Regions from separate parts of the Mus musculus genome. Here regions 2, 3, 4 and 5 are each linked to region 1. A link is a contact called in public HiChIP or PLAC-seq and promoter capture Hi-C data. All regions are on one chromosome and are shown on one strand. The core of a region is the stretch at or near the end of the contact, and the rest is flanking DNA. Distances in the headings are between cores, read along the strand shown. Region 1 holds the start of Cdhr2 (cadherin-related family member 2). Region 2 holds the start of Lman2 (lectin, mannose-binding 2). Region 3 holds the start of Tmed9 (transmembrane p24 trafficking protein 9). Region 4 has its middle 9.4 kb from the start of Mxd3. Region 5 holds the start of Pdlim7 (PDZ and LIM domain 7).

Region 1 (3,309 bases), core at 443-2,942:
ACAGAGAGCATGGTAGCTGTGAAGGACACACCCTGGAATGTGGAGATGGTCTGCTGGACTCTATCAATATGTTCAATTACTTTGTGTCAGTTAAAAACAAAACTGCACAGCTATTCACCTATAAAGTGTCTGAGGAAAAGTCAGGAGCATAGGGGCTCCAGATCACTCTACGGACCCCCAGACCCAGGTCATGCTCTGCCAGGCCTGACACAGCAGGGGTTTCCTCTCTCTTGTCTCAGCGGACACATTGGCCGCAGTTCGACAAGACTCCAGGAAACCAAAGACTCTACAATTCAGTCGACTGGATGTGAAGACCCCAGGACATCTTGGAAGGCTACAGAGGAAGGGAGCCCTCCCCTGCTAAAGGCTCAGCCACGGGCGGGCTCGCTAACCCCACAGCCACCCCACCCTGCCTCAGCCTCCACAGCTCCCTGAGCCCTTCCTTTCGCTTCTGCTTCCTTCCCACAGCTGCCTCACAGGAAGGAAGCAGCTACCTCACAGTTACTCTCCATTGCCCTAAGAAAACAGAGATCAGATCAGAGGGACAGTCAACAACAAAGATAGAAGGTCAATCACCAGCTGCAGGCAAGGCTAGACCCAGGTACCATTCTGCTGAGCCTAACAAAGGTCTCTCCTAATTCCACCAGCCCAGCCAAGTGATCCAGCTCCCCAAGATACGGACCCAGGGACCTTTAAGTTTCCAGGGATACCGGGCTTCCTGTAGCCAGAGATGGTGCCCGCCCTCCTGGCTGCTTCCTCTGAGAGACGGGTATGGATCAGGCCCCAAGTTAGGATTTTAGCATTTCACATACTGTCTGTCCAGCACTGGGCGAGCCTCCCTTGTCCTCAGCTTTGGTTTTCCTCTGAGGAATGAGGTGAGAGCAGGCTATGGCCTAGGCTGGTCAGGGGAATGTCATTATTCTCTGATATGCTACCTGGGACCAGTCAGCATGTAAGTCCTGTTTGAAGACACAAGCTGGCCTGGCTGAGTCTTTACCCTGTGACCAGGACAAGGACTAAGTTAGGGTTGGGACCAGCATCGTTAGTCCTCCCTGAGGTGACCTAGCGTTTGATCTCTGAGTCTGAGAGGGACAGCCTCCGTACCCTGCCATATCTGATTCACGAGCCCTCCAGGGGCTACTAGTACTGTGCCCACTCCACAGACGCAAAGACTGAGGCCCAAAAGCAGTCAGCAGCTCACTCAAAGTCTGCATGGAGCTGAATGAAGATCTGAGCCTGGCGGAGTGGAGCCAGCCTTTCCTCCTCAGGCTCCGGGACAGATTCAGCCATCTTCCTCATCTTCTCCTTTTAGGTAACAGATGAGGTAGCCAATTCACTTCTCAGGGACTTAGGAAGGCAAACAGGAGGTTGCCACTGCCTAGAGAGGAGATCTTACCCTACATTCTAGAAGAAACAGGCTTCACGGGTAGCTTCATCAATTCCCGCCCTCCCCATGACAAGTAGCTAACGCCACAGCTAGCTCTTCCCCTTGGTGTTCCCTCCATACTCCAGATGCCAGGAAACTGAGTCTGAAAGAACTCAAAGTTTGCCTCAATCCCAAGGACAGCCCCCCACCCAGGCTTACCCTCGGGCTAAGAGCCCCCCCAGAAGCAGCTGATCTGGACAGCCCCTGGAAGGGGCCCAGAGGCAGTGATGTACACCAGTCACAGGTGGGCGCCGTCTGGGGCCGGCAGAACACAGCGCAGACTTTGGCACCATCTCCACCTCTTCTGAGCAATCATTAACCATGCAGAGACCACACCTCCTCAGAAGGCACTGGCTGTGACCAGAGCAGGCAAAACCCTGGAGGAATAGGCAGGCCCAGTGACAGAGAAGGGGCAAATGCCCAGCCCAGGGTCTCACTGCAAGCAAGAGGTGGTGACAGTCAGAGGTCATGTCAGGACCTTCTGTCCTCTCCTGGCTCATCTTCAGTGGGGACCTGTAGAGAAAGCGGTGTGGGGAGATCTCTTGGGATGAAGAGACTTGACAGCTATCAAGCCCTTGAGCCCTCAGGCCAAGCCCCGAGGCCGGCATGAAGGGGTACCCACCCTGCAGTTCCAACAAGGCCTTTTCAGCCCTGTATTTGTCCCCTCTAAGCAGGACATCAAAGGGCAGGGCCAACACTGGGCATAGTGGCATATGTCCTTAATCCCAGCACTCAGAAGACAGAGGCAGGTGGATCCCTGTGAGTACCAGGCCTAGCTGGTCTCTATAACCAGTTTTAAACCAGACATAATAAGATGTTATCTCAAAGAAACAAAAACAAGCCAGGCAGTGGTGCCTTTGATCCCAGGACTTGGGAAGTAGAGGCAGGGAGATATCTGAGTTGAGGCCAACCTGGTCTACAGAGCTAGTCCCAGGGCAGCCAGGGCTAGACAGAGAAACCCCGTCTCAAAAAACAAATGAAAACAAAACAAACAAACAAACAAACAAACAAACAAACAAAATCAAAGGGCAGGATCACACACTGCCCCAGGGGCTCCACACACTCCCAGTGGTGGCCTCCCTCGGGGGAACAGGTCCCCAAGTTCATTTCATCTTACCTCATAGTAGGAAGGAGGCCCATGCTGCAGCTCACCAGCCGTGCGCCCCTTCCTGGCTGAGTGGCTGCTGTTCGCTCTGGAGACCGAGGCATCCCTGTGCAATCCTGGTGTGCTGCTGCGGGTTCTCAGGAAGCACCAATCTACCCAAAGAGCTCATGGTTCTGCAAGGTCCCATTGAAGGCTGGCCTCACGTCTCTGAGGAAGGAGGAGAATCTGTATTTGCTGAGCACCTAGTGTGGGCATGTATTTTTCACAACCTACTTCCATAAGGGTTCAACCTCCCCTCTAGCCCACCACCCACCAGAGGTAGTAGGAAAGTTTATTAGAATATGGGGAAGTGAGTGGGCATGTTAGCACATGCCTTTAATCCCAGCACTCGGGAGGCAGAGGCAGGTGGATTTCTGAGTTCAAGGCCAGCCTGCCTGGTCTACAGAGTGAGTTCCAGGACAGCCAGGGCTACACAGAGAAACCCTGTCTCAAAAAACAAAAAACAAACAAAAAAAAGGATATGGGGAAGTGGACCTTTTTTTGTTTTAGATTTATTTTTTTATTTTATGTATATGAATACACTGTAGCTGTCTTCAGACACACCAGAAGAGGGCATCAGATCCCATTATAGATGGTTGTGAGCCACCATGTGGTTACTGGGAATTGAACTCATGGCCTCTGGAAGAGCAGTCAATGCTCTTAACCGCTGAGCCATCTCTCCAGCCCCTGGAAGTGGGCCTGTTTAGAAACAGTTCTTTGGGATCTTCCAATCTTCTTT
Region 2 (3,435 bases), core at 831-3,330, 660 kb before region 1:
GTACGGGTGCAGGGAAATCTCTGAAGAGGGTGCTCGTTAGGAGACAAGAAGCAGGGAGGCCTTTGTTGTACAGGTATGTTCTCTTTCTATATATTTATGTGCACACACATGCACACAATATATATCTATAAACATAACCCTCATATCAACAGGATCTAGATCTGTGGTTTCAACTAATCATAGATGAGAGATATTCAGAAAAAAATGTTTCTTGTCTTTTTTTTTTTTTAATTATATGTGAGTACATTGTAGCTGTCTTCAGACACTCCAGAAGAGGGTGTCAGATCTTGTTACGGATGGTTGTGAGCCACCATGTGGTTGCTGGGATTTGAACTCAGAACCTTCAGAAGAGCAGTCAGTGCTCTTAACCACCGAGCCATCTCACCAGCCCTGTTTCTTGTCTTAAATAGGGTTACTATTGCTGTAACCAAAAACAACTTTGAGAGGATTGGGTTTATTTGGGTTACAGTTCTACATCACTGGCTGTTCATCACTAAAGAAAGTCAGGACAGGAACTCAAACAGGACAGGAACTTGGAGGAGGCAGGAGCTGATACAGAGACTGTTGAAGGGTGCTGTTTACTGGTTTGCTCAGCTTGTTTTTTAATAGAACCCAGGACTACCAGCCCAGAGATTGCACAACCCACCATGGAGTGGACCTTACTGCAGCATCAATCACTAATTAAGGAAATGTCCTATAGCCAGATCTTTTTTTAAAGATTTATTTATTTAATTTATATGAGGACACTAACACTGTCTTTAGACACACCAGAAGAGGGCATCAGATCTCATTACAGATGGTTGTGAGCCACCATGTGGTTGCTGGGAATTGAACTCAGGATCTCTGGAAGAGCAGTTAGTGCGCTTAACCATTGAGCCATCTCTCCAGCCCTATAGCCAGATCTTATGGAGGCATTTTCTCAACTCAAATGTTCCTTCCTTTCTAGCTTGTGAAACGTTGACATAAAACTAGCCAGCACACTTCTGCTGGGCGGTGATAGTGCACACCTTTAATCCCAACACTTGGGAGGCAGAGGCAGGCAGATTTCTGAGTTTGAGGCCAGCCTGGTCTGTCGAGTGAGTTCCAGGATAGACAGGGCTATACAGAGAAACCCTGTCTCAAAAAACCAAAATCAAAACCAAAACAAAACTAGCCAGCACACTTTTTACTGAACACAAACTTTTTTGGGGTTTCCTATCAACATCACTATTACATACAATTTGTTAAGTGTTACATGTAATCTAGAGATGATTTAAAGTATATTGGAAGGCATGCATAAATAGCACATGTCTTTAATTCCAGTGCTTAGAAAGGAGAGGCGAGTAGATCTTTGTGAGTTCAAGGCCAGCCTGGTGCAGTAAGTACGCCTAATCCTTGGGCCATCTCTGCAGCCCCTGAAATCAGGATTTCTAAGGTAAATTTAAGCTCCTTTTTTTTTTTTAAAAAAAAATAAAAATAGTACTGGCAACTAAACTTTTTCCTAAGTAGATTAATAGGTACAATAGAATGGTATCTGGGCTAGAGACCACAGTGTTCAACTATCCGGAGCCAGTTGTCCTGGGTCCTTCCACACACACTTGGTGTGTCAACAAGAACTGATACTTTTTGGAGTCAGATGTCTTCCGGCGTTCCCTGAGGTTCCAGGTCAGAATCTGATCTGCTCCTCCTGCTTCTATCTGACTGCTGGAGTCATTGCGGGGTAGAGGAGGTCCTCAAATAACTGGCCTCTTTTAAGTCTCCAGAGGCGTGGTACTAGCTTGAGGTGGCCTAAAGGATTTGCCCCACCCACCGAGTCACTCCAGTGAGGCTTTCCCACTGTACTGGAAAGGTCACTTCAAAGTCACCATCTTTTCAGAAGCTTAGGACTGAGCAGGGTGCTCGGCTTGCACAAGCAGACCGCGAAACTACAAGTTCCAGCATGCTCCGCTTCGACGACGCTGCTCGCTTTCCCCCGTCCCAGGAGAGACCTCTGCATTTCGTTGGCCTGCAAGCCTAACGTGCTGCTCCATGATTGGTTGGATCCCCTTGTCGCTCATGAGAACCCTCGGCCGTGGCCGGCTGTCAGGCGACCAGGAACCTCCAAAGTTATGGAGCCGCGCTCTACTGGGATAGGAGGCTGGCCAGCCAATAAGGCTGCCATCCCGCTGGCGGCGAGGCTTTCCTTCTTAACTCTCCTGTGATCCTAGTTTGGAGGGCTTCCGGCCGGAGACCATTAGAAAAGACACCCGGAAGGCGGAAGTCTTAGGGCGGAAGTGGCCGAGAGAACAAGGAGAATGGCGGCCGAGGCCTGGCTTTGGCGCTGGGGCTGGGGCTGGGGTCAGCGGTGCCCAGGGAGGCCTGGGCTTCCTGGCCCCGGCCCGAGCCCCACGACATTTCTACATTTGCTTCTGTTGCTGGGGCCGGTGGCTGCGGATATCACCGACGGCAACAGCGAACACCTCAAGCGGGAGCACTCGCTCATCAAGCCCTACCAAGGTGAGGGAGGCCTGTAGCTGAGGGTGAGGACGCGGGCCGAAGTGGGATGGAGGAGGGCATGGCCCGTTCTGTCGAGCAGAGCAGCGCAGCGCAGTAGATTTCTGGCGCGGCCCTCTGAGCACCTGTCCACGTCCGTCTCTGCCCACAGGGGTCGGTTCCAGTTCCATGCCGCTCTGGGACTTCCAAGGCAGCACGATGCTGACGAGCCAGTACGTGCGCCTGACCCCGGACGAGCGCAGCAAAGAGGGCTCGATCTGGAACCACCAGGTGAGGCTCTCCCAAGAGGCTGAACATGACCGTTCACTGACACAGTAGTCCCTGCCTCGTCAGCAACCAAGCTTAGTAGATACACGTGCTCCTTTTTTTTCTTGTCCTGCCGATTTTTCTGTCCTGGTCGCACAGATCGTTCAGAGCGACTTGTATAGTTACTGTATGTCAGAAAGTGTGCGTGACTCTTAAAACACTTTCACCTCTTTCTTCAGAAATCACACAAGGTAAGTAATGATGTCTGCTTTTTTGATGGCTTACGAAGCAAGAAGCCAAGGTGCAGAGTTGAACATCCCTGAAGTCATAGAACAAGAAATGAGTGGAGTTGTCAGACTAAATCGAACCCACTTAATCGAGGGAAGGGCGAAACTTTATCCTTACGGCCTATTTTACTGTGTGTAGGGTACTGACCTTGCCAAACCTTACCAGATTTAGTTCTCAAACAAGGTGTTTGGAATGAATAGATTTCGTGACTTTATGCTGAGGTAGTATATAGCCACCGAATAGAATAAACAGTATTTCAACTGATCTTTCTGATCTCCACTCTTATCAATTCCCTTGATACACCCGATGCCTCCTGGTTAGCAATGGGAGAACCCCCCTTCAAGATATTTAACAGTCCTAGTTACCTTTCTCTGTGCTAGGTTGAGAGTCTTGTTAGCTATATCTACACTGAACTTACTGGCTGTGGCC
Region 3 (3,050 bases), core at 240-2,739, 890 kb before region 1:
AAGAGTCTGCAAGGAGAGCCTTGGGCACGTCACAGCACTAAAGGACCCAAGGGTACTCAGCCACAGGCATAAAATGATCGCAACAATCTGGGGCAGGGTTGAAGGGTCTGACATCAGGCTGGCGAGTAACTGCTCCCCAGGCGGAGCTGGCCTGCCTCTACCTTCCAGGGGCAGCATGACCACCATGTTGCTGTTTTGTTTTGTTTTTAGTTTTTGGGGTTTTTTTTTGGTTTTTCGAGACAGGGTTTCTCTGTGTAGTCCTGGCTGTCCTGGAACTCACTTTGTAGACCAGGCTGGCCTCGAACTCAGAAATCCACCTGTCTCTGCCTCCCAAGTGCTGGGATTAAAGGCCACCACCGCCCGGCTGTTTGTTTGTTTTTATGCCTGTTAATTTTTTTAAGTATTTTTTTTTCTTTATTTGTGTGAATGTTAGCATTGGGTGTCCTGAAACTCACTCTGTTGACCAGGCTGGCCTGGAACTCAGAGAGATCCAACTGTCTCTGCCCTCCAAGTGCTGGGATTAAAGGCATGGGCCAGCTTTAAGAGCATTTGCCTGGCTGCAAATGCTCTTCCTTGATGCTCAGCCATCTCTCCAGGCGCTTGGATGAATGGTGATGTCAAAAATAACTTCCACAACTATTCTGATGGTTAGTGACAACAAAACTATTTTGCCTTTTGTCTTTAAAACATTATTTGTCAAAACTGAAAGGTGTTCTGTTTTGTGAAATTAAGGCCTAAACAACAACTTTAGCATTAGCAACTTTTTGGTATCCATCACTGACTGCAATTAATACACTTATCGCTAGAGTAAGTGAGCTTCCATTTCACAGGCTAGGGAAAGCAGCCGAATTGGGGGAGTCACTCAGAGGTCACTGAGAAGTTGTGAACTGAACCTGTCCAGAAACCGCGGCCCAAGTTCCTAGAGAAGATCCGGTATCTTCCCACAACACCAACTAAAATTCTCGATCGAACAGATAAGGAAACTAACAAAGAAGTACCGGAGCGGGTAAGGGCCAGCTTACCTTGTCCTCGGGGTCTTTTACCTCTACGAACATGCCAAGCCCAGGGGTGGCTGGCTGGTACTCCTCCCGCTGTTTGTCATACAGCTGCGTCCGGTAATTTCCTGGAGACAGGCGGAAAAAGGAAGATGAAATAAGCTCGAAGAGGTGCGGGGTTCGCGGCCAGGCTAGCTACCCGGAACAGGTCGCATCCCCCTCCGCCCCAGGACCACTGACTTGTCCCAAACGCTTCCCTGCGCCCCCGCACCGATGACCATGGTCTCGTCCGGAATCTCCTCAATGAAGCACTTCTTTTCTGTTTCTCCGATGTGGAAATACAGCGCGCTTCCGCGGGCTGCAAGCCACAGCAGTAGCAGGAAGGCCCGCATCCCTCTCCCCAGCAAGAGACCCGGTGAGCTTCCGACAACCCGCACGCCTCGCACCGCAGCCATCTTGCCCCACCTGCCTGCGCAGGCGCAGACTGCCGAGCCACGTAGCCCAGCGGAGGCCACCGCAGTGCCTGCCGGGACTGCGAGTTCCGCCGCATGGACTACAAGTCCCTAGATACACCACGCCTCCGCGCGGCAGTACCTGATTGGGGCTGGTTTCTGCAAGCTGAGGACTGGGGTCTCCAAAATGGAAGGATTTTCTTCGGTTTAGCCAAATAGCGAGATGACTGATAATAGTTGTCAGCCTGCGCAACATATAAGCGGAGGCAAGGTTCGAACCTGTTTCACCCAATAGTAATACAACTCTCCCTCTTGCCCATCCTCTCCCCATCCCTCTTTACTTTTATTTGATTTGACACAGGGTCTTGCTATGTTGCTTTGCCTCACTGGAATTTACAATGCAAACTCCCCCCGGCCTGAAATTTGTAGGGATCTTTCTGACTCTTAAGGTTGGGATATAAGGTGCACACAACACTATGTTCAGCCATCCTACTCTCGGTTACTATTTGCACTGTCTATTCTTTCCCACTCATATCATTACTTTATATTCCAAAATGAACCTCTTAGGGGCAACATGCAATTAGATCATGCCTTTTGAACGCCATCTTGCCAAGTTCTACCTTTTAATTGTAGGGTTTATGCCACTTACATTTAATTTAATCATTAATAAGATTTATAACTATCATTGTGTTGTTTATGTATGTCTTGTGTTTGTTGTTCACCAATACCTTTGTCTGTACTAAGTAGATACATTGTGGCATCTTTTTTTTTTTTTTTCTTGAGACAGTCTAACTATGTAGCCCTGCCTGGCTCTGACCTTGATAGGTAGACCATGTTGGTATCTCTCTAAACTCCACCCCCACAGTTCCTGGCAGAAGCCAAGTATGCTCCGCCCCACAGTTACCTGGCAACAGTCAGGTAGTCCTGGCTCTATAAAAGGGGCTGCTTGGCCCCTCCTCTCTCTCTTACTCTCTTACTCTCTTGCCTCTTTCCCTTTGCTCTTTATTCCCTTCCCCTCTCTCTTCACGTCGCCATGGCCAGCCCCTACTTCTTTACTCTCTCCTTCTCTCTGCCTCTGCTACTCTCTTAACTGCCTTCCCCATGCCCTAAATAAACTATTCTATACTATACCAGTGTGGTCTGGTCCCTCAGGGGGAAGGGATGCCTTGGCATGGGCCCACTAAGGCAACCTCTTCCCCCACACCCCGCCAGAACATATTCTTATAGCTCGCTCTCTTTTTATGATCACAACAGACCAGGCTGTCCTTCTTGATCTTATAGAGCTCTGTCTACCTCTGCCTCCCTAGTGCTGGGATTAAATTAATCTCTTCATGCTTGTAGGGTTGATAAAGGATACACATTCCTCTCTAGGCTTTGGATTGATAGAGATAAGGAAAGCCCACACAGGCAAGAAGAGGGAGTCCCACATTGTAGCTGAGACAAGAATGCATGGAACTTTTACTGAACAGGCTCATAGTGCAGAGAGATTCCAGAGATCAGGAGATCCAGAGGGCAGCACAGAAATGCTGATGAGGAGAAATTGCAGAATAGCTAGATCTCATCTCCCTTCCAGGCCTCTGGGGTATAGGAGGTCTCAATGAAG
Region 4 (3,194 bases), core at 26-2,525, 640 kb before region 1:
GAATTTTTATGATCAGTTATTGTCTAACATCTACTTCCTGTTTTTCTGTATATTATCAAAGCATAAATTTAAACTTTTTATTATTATTTTTTTTTTTTCGAGACAGAGTTTCTCTGTGTAGCCCGGCTGTCCTGGAACTCACTTTGTAGACCAGGCTGGCCTCGAACTCAGAAATCCACCTGCCTCTGCCTCCCAAAAGCTGGGATTAAAAGCGTGTGCCACTACTGCCTGGCTCTTTTTTTATTTTTGTTTTTTTTTCTAATTATTTTAATTTAAGGCTTTCTTAACAATATACCAAAGCCTATTTCCAATGACACGTGTAGGCATATAAAATATTATTGTTGGAAAAATTTTTATCTATCAATACTATCTTATACATGATTTTATAGCCATAATACTTGTTTAAGATCATAGCCTAGGGGCTGGTGAGATGGCTCAATGGGTAAGAGCACTGACTACTCTTCTGAAGGTCCTGAGTTCAAATCCTAGCTACCACATGGTGGCTCACAACTACCCATAATGAGATCTTACACTCTCTCCTGGCACGTCTGAAGACAGCTACAGTGTACTTATGTATAATAATAAATCTTTGGGCCTGAGAGAGTAGAGTTGAATGGATTGAGCGGGGCAGACCAGAGTGAGCAGAGGTCCTAAAAATTCAATTCCCAACAACCACATGAAAGCTCACAACCATCTGTTCAGCTACAGTGTACTCACATACATAAAATAAAATAAATCTTAAAAAAAAAAAAATCTTAGCCTAAGCTATCAGAAACATCTCGTATATAGGAAAAGGAACAGAAAACATAAAAGAGATAATTTGCCGGGTGTGTTGGCTCATGCCTTTAATCCCAGCACTTGGGAGACAGAGGCAGGCAGATTTCTGAGTTCGAGGCCAGCCTGGTCTACAGAGTGAGTTCCAGGACAGCCAGGGCTACACAGAGAAACCCTGTCTCAAAAAAACCAAAACCAAAACCAAAACCAAAACAGATAAGTTGCCAAGAGAACTACAGCTTAATAATTTTTCTTCTGCAAAGAGTTCCACAACTGGTTCTAGCAGGTCTCCCCCTATTGAGGTCTATGGCCTCAGTCTGTGGAACTTGTCACACAGATCCTACTGGAGTTGGTGTGGCACTGACCCTTAACCCTTTGTTCTCCTGCCCTTATAGTAGTGTGGTAGTTTGAATGTGTTTGGCTCAGGGAGTGGCACTGTTAGGAGGTGTGGCCTTGTTGGAAGAAGTGTGTCACTGTGGGTGTGGGCTTTGAGACCTGTAACCTCCCCCAGCCTGAAACCTGCTTGCTCAGGGGTGGAGCTTGCTGCTCAATCTTTCTGCCTTGCCCACTGCTGGAGCTTGCTGCTTTGTAGTTCTGAAGCCATCACGTGGTTACCCTGCTACTGGATCCCAAGATTATTTGGCAGGAATCAGGCCCCCTTCCCCTGCTTCATCACTGCGTGTGGAATAGTAAAATTGAGCTTTGATCAGAATGATTGTCTTAGCTGCATCTTTTTCTTGCCCGCCTAGCCTTTCTTCTCTTCCAGGTTTCCAAAATGCCTTTCCAGCCTAGAACCCAAACATGTAGTCGGCTGGCCGGACACAACAGAGACCCTCCTCCTAGCTGCCTAGAAGCCAGTCTTCTCCTGTCTGCCTTTGGAACAAGTAGAACTCTCAGCTCCTCCAGTGCTGTGCCTGCCTGGATGCTGCCATGCTTCCCACCACGATGATAATTGACTGAATCCCAGAAGCTGTAAACCAGCCCCAATAAATGTCTTTTATAAGAGCTACCTTGGTTGGGGCTTGAGAGATGGCTCAACAGTTAAGAGCACTGACTGCTCTTAGTTCTGAGCTCTATTCCTAGCAACCACATGGTGGCTCACAACCATCTGTTGCCCTCTTCTGGTGTGCTGGAAGTCACCTACAATGTACTTGTATACATAAAAGAAATAATTCTTTAAAAAAAAAAAGTTACCTTGGTCGTGATGTTTCTTCACAGCAGTAAAACCCTAAGACAAGTAGTGAGTGGCTTCTCCCACATCCAATGCAGCCCTCCTTCCCCTGCTTCTGGGGCTGCTCTGAAAGTGCACCTTTTACTGACAACACTTGGCAGAAACTGTGACATGCTCAGGAAGCACGGGACCCTATGACAGCCTGCCAAGCTTCACGCAGCAGGAAACCCTTCCACAGAAGGATCTGCTGGAGTGTGGAGATGGTCTGCCCTGTCTGTTAGCTCCTTAAGGAGTTACAAAGTCTGATATCTCCCACTAAAGGCCACCCCCACACCCCCCACACCCTCCCACACCCCCGTTTATATTTAGGCCCGGCCCATGTGCAGAAGATGACCCAAGATATCTCAAGGGTTAAACACAATCCAGGGAGCCTTTGCATTTGTAACACAAAAGAAGACAAAAAGGAGCCGGGCGCGGTGGTCCACGCCTTCTGATTTCAAGGCCAGCCTGGTCTACAGAGTGAGTTCCAGGACAGCCACGGCTATACAGAGAAACCCTGTCTCGAAAACAAACAAACAAACAAACAAATAATAAAAAAAGAGAGAGAAAGGGGGAGGAGCCAAGAGGAGGCTCAGAAGGCTCAGCAGTAATGACTGCATGCTTCCAAGACACCTGGGTTTGGTTCCTATCACCCATATGGTAGCTCACTACACCTGTAACTCCAGTTGCAAGGGACCCAACACCCTCCCTGGCCTCTCTGGACACCAGGTGCATGACGCCCAGACGTACATGCAGGCAAAACACCATACACATAAAATGATAAAACTCTGAAAAACAAAACAAAACAAAAAACAAGATATAGTGATGTCGTCATCCAGATCTTGGGAGCCCGTGTGCTCTCCTTCCTCCTTGGTGACCGTGAAAGAGGACAGGCCTGCTTAGGATATTTGCTCCACCTGCCTCTTTAATACCACGCGGCCTTAATGAATTCTGAATCCTCTAGGGTCCAAGGTTCGAAAGCTTTGGAGTGAAGCTTCTGTCCCTTTGACCCTTTCCCCTCAAGTCTGTAAGCAAGGGCAATGGATAGTTCACAGGGTGGGTAATTTACCACAGGGACCCTTAATCCAGAGTGAGGGACACTTTTCCTCAGCTTGTTTTATGTGTCAGAGAAACTACAGAGTGAAACATGAGGAGACATCTGCAGTGGGGCAGAACTACAGAGTGGAACAAAAGAAGGGACATCTGTGGC
Region 5 (3,035 bases), core at 287-2,786, 810 kb before region 1:
GGGAAGGAAGCCTTGAAGCTAGAAAGATTGGGATTTTAGATGAGGAAGCTGCTGGGCTTGGTATGATCTCAGCCCTCCGGAGGGAAGAGCTGGAAGATCTGGGAACCCATGCAAGTTCAAGCCAGTCTACCCAAGGAGACCTTATTTTATGCGTATGGGCGTTTTCCCTGCATGCATATGTGCGCTATGTGTGCACCAGATGCCTAGAGAGGTCAGAAGAAGGCGCTGTATCTGGGGGGGTGGGGGTGGGAAGAAGAAGATAGAAATGAAGGAATGGAAAAAGAAAAAACCCCTGATCAACCTGGTGTAGACCAGCATTCCTGTCAGAACAGGATGAAACCTGAAGGCTGCAGCTGACTTAATTGAGGTCATAGAAGACCTGGAGAAAGAGTCAATAGTATAGGGGACGAGGGACAAAGAGGGAAACGTGATGGAGACAGAAGCATAGCAGATAGCTAAAGAGGGTGGTTTTGTTTTTTTGGTTTTTTTTTTTCTTCAGTTTTTCGAGACACGGTTTCTCTGTGTAGCCTTGGCTGTCCTGGAACTCACTACATAGATCAGTCAGTCTGGCCTTGAACTCAGAGACCCACCTGAAGAGGATTTCTTCAAGGATGACAACTCCCATAAGAATTTATGTACTTGGGACAATGATGGGGAAGAGGGGGTGTGATGATGGGGGGGCTGGGCAAGGGGAGGCTGTGCACCTCTCTACTGACTCAAACATTCAGGAGAGCTCAGCTTTTCCTTCTGCCCACCCTTGGCTAAGACCGAGGCTAAAGCAGGGGCTCTGAGAACACTCCGTGGCAGCCCCTTCCATCCCAACCGCATTGGAAGAACTGTGTACTCTGGACTGGGGTTAAATGGGAAACAATCCATTCCAATAGTGGTTCTGGGGGCTCTGGGTGGAAGTCCCATGGCTGTGGACTCTACTTACACCGTCAGACAACAAGTGGCGCTAAGCCCGCCCCCGTTGGCTCTTACTATGTATGTATTTACTTGTTTGTTATATCCTGCAAGCCTTTGGTTGGGTTTGGTGTTGAGGACTGAAACAAGGGCCTCCAGAGAGCTTAGCTACTGAGCTCCACCACTAAGCTACATCCCGAACACCAGGAAGCCTAACTTGAAACTACCCTATCTCGCTTCTCCAGTTCCTAGAGAATCTGAAATCTGATGATGCTGACAATATTGACCTCTAACAGTATCCCTAACAGAAAAGTGTTACCATGCCATTTTCCTCTACAAGAGAATACGGTGAGAGATCAATCAACTCTGGGGTTTCAAACGGATGCTTTCCTCCACTCCGCCAGTGGGAGGCGCAAGGGGCTTGGGCGAGAGCCTGAAGCGGGGCACAGGCTGGGCAGCGACCCGACTGGCGAGGGTAAGTGCCCGATCTCACCTTCCCTCTCCTGGAGACTCAGGGTTTTTTGACTGGGTGGGGCCTCCCACCGACCCCGGGATGTCCACTCGTTTGGCCTGGGGAGGGCGTGGCCTAGGGCTCCGCCCCCTTCCGCGGGCTCAAAAGGCGCGGCGTCCGCGGAGGCGGGGTCAGAGCGCAGCGGCGGATCCCATCGCTGCTCCCGGAGGCTGCCAGGCAGCGGCCCAGGCGGGCACTCAGGTACCGGCGTCCGCGAGGGGGTTCCTGGCCTGCACCCTACGGGGTCCTATGGCCCGCTGAGGCGCTGGGGAGGGCGTGGGTGGTCGTGAAGAGTGCCAGATTCCCTCGGCTGGCTTCGGCCGCAGCCTCCGCCCCCGCCTTCCTGCGGCGAAGTGGGGCTGATTGGCGCCTGCGCCACTGTGTGCGGTGGGGACGCGGCCAAGCGCGGGGCTGGGGCGGGAGACGAAGGGAAACAGAGTCATGTTGGCAAGGGAGCATCGTGCGTGGGTGGCACCACTTTCTCTGGCTTCCAGAAAGGATCCCCTCTCTGGCCGTGCGTAAGGGACACGGCCCCCGTCGCTCTCTACAGGACCAGTACCCCGTTTTTCTTTTCCCCTTTCAGAGACCAGGGGTCCCGCCCTGACCACCAGCAGCCTCGACCTGTCCCAAAATGGCTAGGACCCGCTCCAGCGTCCTCCTTCTCCACCCCTCCCCCTCATATCCCGAGCCCCTAACGTGCTCCCTCCTCGGGCTCTCTACAGTGTCAGCTTACACGCCTTATATAGTCCGAGCAGGCTCCGGCGGCGGCCTGCCTGCCGGGACCCGGGGAAGGAGGGGGAGCTGGCCCCTGACTCACCCCGCCACCCTCCTGAGATTCCAGGTTAGCTTGGGCAAAGCAGTGCCAATTAGCCCCACAGCCAACCCCTGGAAGAGAAAAGCACCTGAGCTCGGAGAGGCCTCTCCAGGCCCTCCCGGTGGCAGGGGGCAGGGTGGGGAACCACCTTGTCTGTTGTCTGTGAGAGGTCGGCCTGCCAGGAGCCCAGCCAAGCCAGCTGAGATACCTGCCTCCCAGTGCCTGTGTGTGTTGAGCGTCCGCCCGTGCCTTCTTGGTGCCTGGCCAACGCTAGTGCCCAGATCTGGACCTGCCTGCCAATTTGCATTGCAGACACTTTCTCTTCTTCCTCACAGGAGCAGGCACGATGGATTCCTTCAAGGTGGTGCTGGAAGGGCCAGCCCCTTGGGGCTTCCGTCTGCAAGGGGGCAAGGACTTCAATGTGCCCCTCTCTATCTCTCGGGTGAGCCTAGGTGGGGGAACAAACTCCCCAAGGGTTCTTGGGTGCTCAGGTTTCCAGAGGATCATGGGAGGAAACAGCAGGAGCAAGCCAGGACCAATAAGGCAGGAGTATCCAGGTCCAAATGGACACTTAACTACCAGGACTCCCAACTAGGTGGAGAGTAGAGAGGCACTCCCAACTTCCCTACTTTGACATGGTATTTGATGCTCTCCCACCAAGCCATCTGTGAGTGACAAGGGGGAGCCTGTTCCTTCGGTATTGGAGGCTGATGTCTCCAAGAAGTATCTTACTTAGCTAGGAGAGCAGCCTGTGGAGCCAGGTCCCCAGCAGGATGTAACTTTAATTCCAGTTATTCAAGGAATAGC

What was found. Promoter capture Hi-C pulls out the DNA fragments that hold promoters and counts their contacts. HiChIP or PLAC-seq counts read pairs in DNA pulled down with a chosen protein or histone mark. Capture Hi-C pulls out chosen DNA fragments and counts their contacts.
Region 2: a promoter capture Hi-C map of adipose tissue shows a contact between it and region 1, with 2.2 times the contacts expected there. The contact joins the promoter of Lman2 here to the promoter of Cdhr2 in region 1. A contact is called at or near these places in 10 of 39 promoter capture datasets (the C10 cell line, cranial neural crest, embryonic stem cells and 5 more), 3 of 484 Hi-C or Micro-C datasets (CD4 T cells, CD8 T cells and muscle stem cells), 5 of 115 datasets of contacts at active chromatin or transcription factors (the SCID.adh cell line, embryonic stem cells, extraembryonic endoderm stem cells and 1 more) and 1 of 9 other capture datasets (adipose tissue).
Region 3: a contact with region 1 is called in a promoter capture Hi-C map of pre-B cells. The contact joins the promoter of Tmed9 here to the promoter of Cdhr2 in region 1. A contact is called at or near these places in 6 of 39 promoter capture datasets (embryonic stem cells, hippocampal neurons, liver and 2 more), 4 of 484 Hi-C or Micro-C datasets (B cells, CD4 T cells, LSK cells and 1 more), 1 of 115 datasets of contacts at active chromatin or transcription factors (bone marrow-derived dendritic cells) and 1 of 9 other capture datasets (liver).
Region 4: an H3K27ac HiChIP or PLAC-seq map of embryonic stem cells shows a contact between it and region 1, with 4 times the contacts expected there. The contact joins the enhancer-like site here to the promoter of Cdhr2 in region 1. A contact is called at or near these places in 2 of 39 promoter capture datasets (the HPC-7 cell line and cranial neural crest), 1 of 484 Hi-C or Micro-C datasets (embryonic stem cells) and 6 of 115 datasets of contacts at active chromatin or transcription factors (the 230-238 cell line, astrocytes, embryonic forebrain and 3 more).
Region 5: a promoter capture Hi-C map of liver shows a contact between it and region 1, with 2.1 times the contacts expected there. The contact joins the promoter of Pdlim7 here to the promoter of Cdhr2 in region 1. A contact is called at or near these places in 5 of 39 promoter capture datasets (the SN4741 cell line, hippocampal neurons, liver and 1 more), 4 of 484 Hi-C or Micro-C datasets (B cells and embryonic stem cells), 2 of 115 datasets of contacts at active chromatin or transcription factors (extraembryonic endoderm stem cells and pancreatic cancer cells) and 1 of 9 other capture datasets (liver).

What each region holds. Positions count from the first base shown.
Region 1 is chr13:54,699,846-54,703,154 of GRCm38.p6, reverse strand. Cdhr2 (cadherin-related family member 2) reads right to left here and starts at 1,692. Exons shown (of 32, transcript NM_001033364.3): 1 at 1,586-1,692.
Region 2 is chr13:55,361,428-55,364,862 of GRCm38.p6, reverse strand. It overlaps Lman2 (lectin, mannose-binding 2), which reads left to right and starts at 2,080. Exons shown (of 8, transcript NM_025828.3): 1 at 2,080-2,475; 2 at 2,624-2,742. The coding sequence starts at 2,274.
Region 3 is chr13:55,591,574-55,594,623 of GRCm38.p6, reverse strand. It overlaps Tmed9 (transmembrane p24 trafficking protein 9), which reads right to left and starts at 1,489. Exons shown (of 5, transcript NM_026211.3): 1 at 1,267-1,489; 2 at 1,023-1,123. The coding sequence starts at 1,450.
Region 4 is chr13:55,337,537-55,340,730 of GRCm38.p6, reverse strand. No RefSeq gene overlaps it. Among named protein-coding and RNA genes, the nearest start is that of Mxd3, 9.4 kb to the right of the region's middle. Within about 2 kb of position 1,275, at least 40 of the 459 cell types and tissues checked have an H3K27ac peak or open chromatin away from gene starts, as enhancers often do. A contact at or near this core is called in embryonic stem cells and extraembryonic endoderm stem cells, where this site is marked.
Region 5 is chr13:55,511,947-55,514,981 of GRCm38.p6, reverse strand. It overlaps Pdlim7 (PDZ and LIM domain 7), which reads left to right and starts at 1,536. Exons shown (of 13, transcript NM_001114088.2): 1 at 1,536-1,615; 2 at 2,564-2,670. The coding sequence starts at 2,575.